Linked DNA regions of Mus musculus: region 2 is linked to region 1. Evidence: chromatin contacts called from public Hi-C data. All regions are on one chromosome and are shown on one strand. The core of a region is the stretch at or near the end of the contact, and the rest is flanking DNA. Distances in the headings are between cores, read along the strand shown. Region 1 overlaps Hdac4 (histone deacetylase 4). Region 2 has its middle 45 kb from the start of Hdac4.

Region 1 (4,181 bases), core at 588-3,087:
GACAGACAGACAGAGTTCAGAGAAGTGGAAGGACTCAGAGAAGAATGTGTGCTTCACACACTTCCCTTGGTCAGTCTGCCCGGGAAGAGGGCTGTGGTGCAAGGCTGGGGTCTCTGCTAAGAGCTGACCCATTTGTCAGTGGTGTTGTGTTTAGATCGTGCTGAGATGACAGCCATGCCACGTTAAGTAGTGGGATGCTACCCTACTACTTTGGCTTGAATGTTCACAGGTCTGGGCTCTACACACAGTATTACTCTAGACAATGGGGAACGTGGGCCTCTCTGGACCACTGTGGCTGAGCAGAGGAAATCCTGTTCAGGAGGCTCCTTTCCCAGCGAGAGCTGCATCAGAAGGGGTGCTGGGAAGACTGGATAGAGTGCTGGGGGAGAGTCACAAACACAGCCCTGACATCCCAGCACTTAGAAGACTGAGGCAGGAGAGTCCGAGTTTGAGGCCAGCAAGATTTAATATCAAAACAGCAACAGAGGTTCAAATAAATACAATAAAGAGACAAACCAAAACCAAAACCCAGCTAACCCCAAAGGAAAAACCTCAACCTGGAGATCAGCACCGACTGGGCTGCTGGGTGTCAGACGCTGCCTACGGGAACTGAGTCTTTTCACTTTGTCACTCTGTGCTAGCATCTCACTCATAGATGGGAAGATGAAGCCCATGGTCCCTGGCTTCCAAGAGAACAGACAGGAAGGGGCCTGAGTGTAGGGAGCGGTCCATGGTCACTGAGACACTGCTCTCAGAGCTGGAGGAGGGTGTCCCAGCAGACCAAGTGCTGTTCCTGTCCAGATCACTGACTTGGGAGAGCCAAGGGCATACTAGGGACAAAAAGCACAAGACAGGAAACCAATACCAAGCCCTACAGACCAACTCACCCCAGTAGGTGGGAACTCTAACACACCAACCAGAGGCTGGCCCAGGGGAACACTGGAACATGGACAACGCCAGTTCTAGGATTGCTCTGGCTGTGATTCTGAGTGAAGCAACAGGTGTGAAGAAGTCACCCACTGACCTAAGGATGATGTAGAGAACTGGGCCAAGTCACCAATAGGGAGGGTTGTGTGTCTCATGAGAAACATTCCACATGCCATCATTTCTGAAACAGTCCCTCCAAAGTGTGGTAACTGGGTAAATGTCACGAGTTTACTTTGTCTCAAACTTGTATTTTTCTAAATGCAATCATCCTCAAGCTGAGAAATCAACGGTCACTTCTGCACTTCATGCACTTGCTTCCTCGAGCTGTAGGGAAACCAATCAGTGGGAGAGCAGGAGGCTAAACAGAGGGCCACTGGCACTGACTGGTACTCCTTGGTCATTTTTCTAAGCAGGACACAGTTTTTTGCCACAGTTAAGGTAGCTATCACATTACAGAGAACCATAGAGTTTCTACTGTTGTATGGGCTCAGTTGTTCTTTCCAGCCTTCTTTAAAAGCTACAGGAGGCCAAGGAAACTGCTAACGCCACAGAGATCTCCTTGTGGTTCTTACCTGTGACAAGGGGTGTCTGGGTGGGTGGCTGCTCCAGCAGGACCATGTGCTGCAGGAGGGGGTTGTGAGCTGCTGCACCGTCCCTCTCCAGGGGCGAGGTGCTCAGGTACGGGGTGAGGTGGGTCCCAGGGAACAAGATCCGCTGCTGGAGAGCTGGGAGAGCAAGCCTCTCAGCATCCTGCTGACCTGCCGCACCCTGAAAGGCAGAACCAGTAAACTCAGGCTGTGGGAACTGGAGTAGACAACCACCCCATGCCACACAGACCCACAGAGGCCAACTTACAGCGGCAGGGCCAGTGGCAGGAAGTCCCAAGGTGATGTTGGGTAAGGATGGTGACGTGTAGAGAGGAAGTGGGGCGACTGAGCCTTCTCGAGTCACAAGTCTGTGTGCCAAGCTCGTCTGTAGACAGAAGACATTGTGACCGTCAGAGTCTACTACAGACATTCCAATACAAGCAGCATACCCAGGGCTGCAAGGGCACTTACAGCATGAGGTGCTGATGTGTGGTTGCCTGGTGCAAAACAAACTGTGCAGACTGTGGCCTCCAGTGCAGGGAAGACCACAGCATGCCACCGGAACTGAATCAGGGCTCCCATTCCTGAGTTTTCCCCTCTTAATGGGCTCCTGCTACCTTGTTTGTTTTTATTCAATCTGCCTACTTACCATAAAGCTATGGGTAGGATATTTAGAACAACACATCTTAAAATATTTTTGTAGTTAGAAGTTTTTCAAGAATGACATCAAAAGCAGAAAGCAAGGAGAAAGTTAATGGTGAGGAGGAAAAACCCTGTTCTTATAAAGGTAGATGATGACAGGAATCTGCAATGCGCAGGAAAAACAAAGACTGGAATATAAAGAACTTGTCAATCATAGACCAATTAACATGAGAGCAGAACTCAATAAAGACAATGACAAAAGCACCCATTTTAAGGGAAATGAAAAAATGCTCAACTTTTATCAGTGACTGAAAAACATATTTACCAAGTCATCAAACTGACAGATTTTGTAAAAGCTCAGAAAAGCTGAACCAAGTGGTCATGGGATTATAAACTGCTGTCCTTTTTTGCAGATTGATTTCGCAGTCTGTGTTTGGAAGCCTTAAAAGCTGTGTTGCTCTTGACTGTGAGGCTCCACTCTGAATGCAGTGGGAAGAAACAGCCCTAAGAAAATGGCTCCCAAGCACATGAAGTCAGCCACAGGGTCATTTAAGCAGTCTGATGGCAGCAGAGTATGTGGCTTCCACCTTGCTGCAAGTCATAGCTAAAAGAACACAGGGACTTGTACATATCAACACACAGAGGTCAGGGACTGCCCTGATAATCATGCTAGCCGTTATTTCTGTTTATTAGAGGTTATTATTCTGTCATTACTGGTGTTACTTCTAAGGTCAGTGTTAGAGGTACATTTAGGGTAGGTTTGTCACTAGAGTTAGTGTTCTTCTTGGGGTTGGAGCAGAGGTTAGGCTTAGGGTTACTATTGGTGGCAGAGCTAGGGTTAGGATTAGGTTACAGCTTGGTATAAAATTAGTGCAGGAGCTTCCTGGGAGTGTTGGGGTTCCTCAGTGAGCCTGGGCCAGTGGTCAGACATTGCATACTCTGCAGGAGTGTGAGCATGTGCAGTTTGTAATAAGAGGTGTGTTAACTACCAGCACTTCAGGCTTTTGGGACACTGCTGGGGTTCCCCAGGGACACTACCATGAATAGCTAACACATGAGCAGCCCTCAGGCACAAGTTCATCCAATTCTAGAATGTGAAATTCAAAAGGTATGTCCACATGTGACCCAGGACTCAAACACCAGCTCTGCCTGTGACAATGACTGTCTGAGAAATGCCAGCAACCTTACTGGTCTTGGGGACGCTCTGGATGCTTTATTGATTTGTGGCAGCTCAATTTGCATATTTGGGCTTTATAAAGATGAGCACACAACTTAGAACCACAAAAGTGATGCTCCACCCAAACAAGGAGCTGTTATACATCTAAATGCCCACATCACAGATTTATCTGGGCCCATGACCAACAAGAGGGAAGCACAGTTAACATCCTAGGGCAGGAAACAGTTTTCTGGTTGTACGCTGAGGCTAATTACAGGTAGGTTTCAGCTATAAAAGCTTAGTCCTGCAGAAGGGCTGTTAAAACTTGTAACAACCTAAGAAAGTGCTAAGTTGGAAGGTTAAAGAACACCAATGATGAGAAAAATATAAGTATAAAGTAAAAGGAACCAAGCACAATGGAGTGAACGTCACTTCTTGCAGTGACCCTCATTTCTAACTTTCCAGACATAAAGGGGTTAGAAACCTGACACGAAGAAAGCACTGTGCCTGTGTATCTTCACCTGAGCCTATCAGCTCTTTGGAAGGGCAAGACTCATTTCTCAATGCTAAAGAAGGAACTCAGTCACTGTTACTAATCACAGGTTCCTGAAAGCTGACAGACAGCAGCTCCCAAGAAGTTTCCTGCTCACTGCGCTCACACACAACAGATAACAATACTGGCTCAACCCAAGGAGCTGTTTCTGGGTGTTCTCCCACATCCTGGCCTGTAGCAGCAACACCATTGGGGCAGTCTGAGTTCTCCTGTGTTTCCTTCACAGCCTGGTCAGAGCTCATCTTCCCTATCTACAGGGGAACTTGGAGAGCAGCCTCCTCTGCTGCTGCTGCTGCTGCTGCATCCTGGGCCAGGC
Region 2 (4,181 bases), core at 1,177-3,676, 240 kb after region 1:
TTCCTTCTGGAATGGACTATACAGCAAGCCCTTGTAATCCCTCTCTGACTGGCTTTAGTTGGACTGAACTAAAGGGAGGGACATTCAGCAGCAAGAGGAGTCACAACCTGTCCATTGTTTTTTGTTTAGAGGAGGCTTTAAGGGATTGGGGGGAGGGCACAACTTGGAAAGTCCTTGGGAAGGATGGGAGACACCCTGGGTTCCAAGACCTGGGAAAGGCTTCAGGGGAAATGCCTTGTCTCCAGGGACTTGTAGATGGGCCAAGACAACAGGGGCATCCAGATGGAATGTGTCAAGGTCACTCTGCTGACCCATCTGTCTTGTTCCAGCCTAGATAACTCCAGAACCCATTCCCATGTCCACTGTACTCCATTTCTGCAGATTGACTTTTCTTAACAGGGTCCCTATGTTTTTCTCAGACCTCTCCATCTTTCAAGGGTACCCTCTCCCTTACCTCTTCCCATCCCACCTCCCAACCTCTTCATCCAATGGGAAACACTGATGCCAAAGAGGAGTGAGCTAGTTAGTTAGGCTTTCTCAATACCCTTCCCGTGGAAGACCACTCTCTCAGGCCCATGCTAGTCTTTGTTTTCCTTCATGTGCTTTCTGGCCACTCAACAGTGGGTGAGGCCAGTTCACCACACTCACTGGACCCAAGAAGAAACTGAGGCATGATGAGATGAATGCCTTTCTGCATGTCATATAACATAGAAGCAGCAAGCTGGACCAAGAACCTTGGTCTTCTGCTGCCTTCAAGATTGTGTGTCCATGCTCAGTGGGCACTCACACAGGCAACAGGATGGAATGCTCTAGAAGAGCCCAGGCTGCCACCAGCCAGGATGCAGGCTGCTCTGACTGTGGGCTGTCATGGCCATAGCTAGTCAGACCACCATTGCTGGGTGGCAGCTCAGGACACTGGGCAGCCACAGGCAGGGAGTACAGCCAAGGCTGTGTGTGTGTGTGTGTGTGTGTGTGTGTGTGTGTGTGTGTGTCCCTCAGCACATATTCTCCAGCTCCTCAGAGACACAGTCTTGAGGCCGTCCCCAGTGTTCCTTCCATGTCTGAGTCTCGCTGTGGGGTGTAATTAACACTCCTGACAGCCAACTTAACACATGAGCTGTCTTCATTCAGCTACAACCCACGGGGCTTGGTGACACAGAGACACTGCCACTGTGGGGGCCGTGGCTCTTGATGTTTCCCATTCAGTCACTCCAGGGACCTGTCCCCCGCAGTCCCTCTCTCTGTTCTTTCTCAGACTCCCTTTGTCCTGTCTTGGGGGGTGGTTGTGGGGGTCCATGCATCCCACCAACTGCTGCCTGTGGTGTCCCTTGAACAACCGTGCCAGGTTGCCATGGGCACGGCCCCCCAGGCGCAGAGAACAAGAGCGCAGCATGGAGGGCTGCTCCCGGGCCTCAGGCTCCAAGCTGCTCATTATGCTGCGTGTTTTGTTTTAAATTACCTTCCGCCGTGAGGGTGTGTTTTATCCCCACTCTAAGTACTGTTGACAGATGTGTTAATTCATGTATTTAAACAGATATTTAGCAACTGGCAGAAGATTCGACTAAAAATAGGTCATCTTTCTAAAGGGCTCTTTAGCGTCGAGCTGGTGCTCATAGCTGCTGCTTGTGGCTGCTGACATGGGACTTAGGGCAGCCATTTTCAACAGGAGGCTACATCAGGGAGGACAGGAGGTCCAAGGGACAGATTGCAAAAGTACAAGCCCTCCGGATGGGTGCACATCTGACCAAGTGTTTGGCATAGAAGAGAGTCCTGCATTCAGGGATTTGCATGTAAAGTGGCTGACCTGGTCCAGGCTGTGGGTACTTTTCTGGTACTAAGAACAGAGTGATCCCTTTGTAAGGCTCCGTATCTGGGCAGTGCCTGCTGCCTGAGAAGGATAAGACTACCAGGGGAACTTAGACTCCCAGGGGCAGCAGCCTTGGGGACAGAGCTCCAACAGAACCCATTTCTTGTCCAAGCAGCAGTGGCCTGTGGACGCCCTCTAGGATCCTGCTTGATGTGGGCTCCAACATGACTCCCTTGATCAGTCAGAGCAGTCAGAGCACTAGGAGCCACATGTGAGCTGAAGATTATGCCCTGTCTGATTAGGGACGTGAAAATAGGTCATCTTTAGGGTCCCTGCTTCATGTACCTCAGGAGAGGTTGAAAGGACCTCAGGAGAGGTTCAAGGAGAAGTGTCATGGAGGGCTTATTCATGTCTCATGAGGAGTCAAGGGCTCAAACCTGAATGTGACAATGATCTCGCTCTAGGCTCCTAGATGAGGGTGGCAGAGGCAAGTTCCTCTTAGGCCTTGATGACAAAGCTGTCTACTTCCAAACCTCACTTTCATCTGTCCCCTTAGAGGTTACCAGAGCCACACTGTGGTGCTGTCTGTGGCATGTGGAGGGTGACCAAAGACCAGGAAGGAGGGCAATGAGGCAATAGGGATGTTTGGGCTTGGCACACATCCTGGACAGACAGGAGGAGCGCTGGTCTGGCAGTTGGGGAGCTGAGAATAGAGGAAGGATGACAAAGGAGTCACCCTGACCTGGAGCTTGGGAGTGGGACATAAAGGCAACACCCCCTAGCAGGAAGGAAGGCAGAGGAGAACTGTGTTTGTGGGGCTGGAGACCTCAACTCAGGGCTATACCATGACCTCAGAGGACAGATGGAGGTGGAATGAACCTGCTTGGAGGTCTTAGCTGAGTGGCACCTCCTTTTGAGAGGAGAGTCCTATGGCCGACACCATATGGGTGAAAGGGCGGGGGGAATGAGGGCATGGCTGTTTTGTGAGATGTCTGGGTAGGGTACATGGGATCCAGGCAATGAGAAGAATCAGAGCTGGTGCCCCCTGACAGTGCTCCCCCTACAGTACTCCCCAGACAGTGCTCCCCTGACAGTGCTTCCTTTCCCCATGGAGTCCCGCTGTATCCTGCACTTATTTCACTCCAGTCCTGAAATGCACCTTGCCCCACTCCCACCCATGTGGCCTCTCTGACAATAATAGATCATTTGTTAATCATAAGGTTTGCTGTCCTCATTATTGTTAGGCTCAGGTGGGAGGCTGTGGGTGCTTGGCAGTATGGCATGGGTTCTGTGCTGCTGGCTACCAGCTAAAGAGCAGAGTATCCCCTCTCTGCCCTACAAAGGCTCACCTTTCTCCCTCAGACCATTATAGAGTTCTTCCTGTGAAGCCAGTCACCAATATATACTGTCCTGTACACACTGTTTACAACAGGACTGAGGGCAAACCAGGCTTCCCTACGCCTTAACCCACCTGAACAGCGGCCAGTGAGGTAGCTAAGTAGATGCTTCCCTCAGTCCTCCACATAGCACAGCTACCCTAACAGGACACAGGCAGAGCGTGCCCGGGGCTCATGGTTAGCCCATCTGCAGACCCGGGGCTACTCAATTTCACTCTAGACCAGCCAGGGATTTTGTGAGGCCTCAGGGTTCTTGAACATAGAGCAGGAAGGCAATCACTTCTGGTTTCTCCTTGCTAATTAGGAGCAAGACTCTAATTTCTTGTGCCTGTCTGCAAACGTCTGTGAAACCCATGTAGGGAGACATGCTGGAGGGCCCCATGCCCTTGTAATTAATTGATACGGCCAATTTCCATTTGGTTGCATTATGCTGAGGTCCTTTCTGCCCACCTGGTGGCTCATTGGTCTCATGCAGTCGGTCCCAGCCTTCCTAATCTAGGAGCCAGAACTAATTAAGGTGGAGGTGGGTGCTGGGCGAGCTGTGGGAAGTGCTGGGCATAGCTTTCGTTTCCACACAGTGACTGGCTAGCATGGCCCATGCACTTCCTGACCATATCATGCCCCCACCTTTGTGTCCCTCTCATTCTAGAGACATTCCCTGCATCTCCCAATTCAGCTGCCCTCTCAGTTTGCATCCAGGTGCTGGTGGGTAGGAGGAGGAGTCACTAGGCTCTGTCCACAGGAAGTCCCTCTCCTCAGACAGGTCCCCTGACCTCGTCAGGCTCCACATACACACTCTTTCCTGGTAGGCCCCTTTCCCCAGGCATGCTTTCTCCCCAGACATGCTCCCATCACCAGAGATGCTCCCTCCTCAGGCTGCAGCTGGGTGGAGCACCCTTATTTTCTTTAGGCTGTTTCTCAGTAAGTGGCTAGTTAACCCCAGGTGTATTAACGTGGTGCGGGCAGCTGGGGCAGCA

What was found. Hi-C and Micro-C count contacts between places; a contact is called where the count stands out from the background.
Region 2: a contact with region 1 is called in a Hi-C map of neutrophils, with 2.7 times the contacts expected there. The contact joins two enhancer-like sites. A contact is called at or near these places in 2 of 484 Hi-C or Micro-C datasets (the G1E-ER4 cell line and neutrophils), 2 of 115 datasets of contacts at active chromatin or transcription factors (double positive thymocytes and stem cell-derived neural progenitor cells) and 3 of 9 other capture datasets (adipose tissue, liver and pancreatic islet).

Annotation. Positions count from the first base shown.
Region 1 is chr1:91,982,879-91,987,059 of GRCm38.p6, forward strand. Hdac4 (histone deacetylase 4) reads right to left here. Exons shown (of 27, transcript NM_207225.2): 10 at 1,783-1,899; 11 at 1,500-1,695. Among named protein-coding and RNA genes, the nearest start is that of Gm46242, 110 kb to the left of the region's middle. Within about 2 kb of position 1,838, at least 54 of the 459 cell types and tissues checked have an H3K27ac peak or open chromatin away from gene starts, as enhancers often do. A contact at or near this core is called in neutrophils, where this site is marked.
Region 2 is chr1:92,223,070-92,227,250 of GRCm38.p6, forward strand. No RefSeq gene overlaps it. Among named protein-coding and RNA genes, the nearest start is that of Hdac4, 45 kb to the left of the region's middle. Within about 2 kb of position 2,427, at least 77 of the 459 cell types and tissues checked have an H3K27ac peak or open chromatin away from gene starts, as enhancers often do. A contact at or near this core is called in neutrophils, where this site is marked.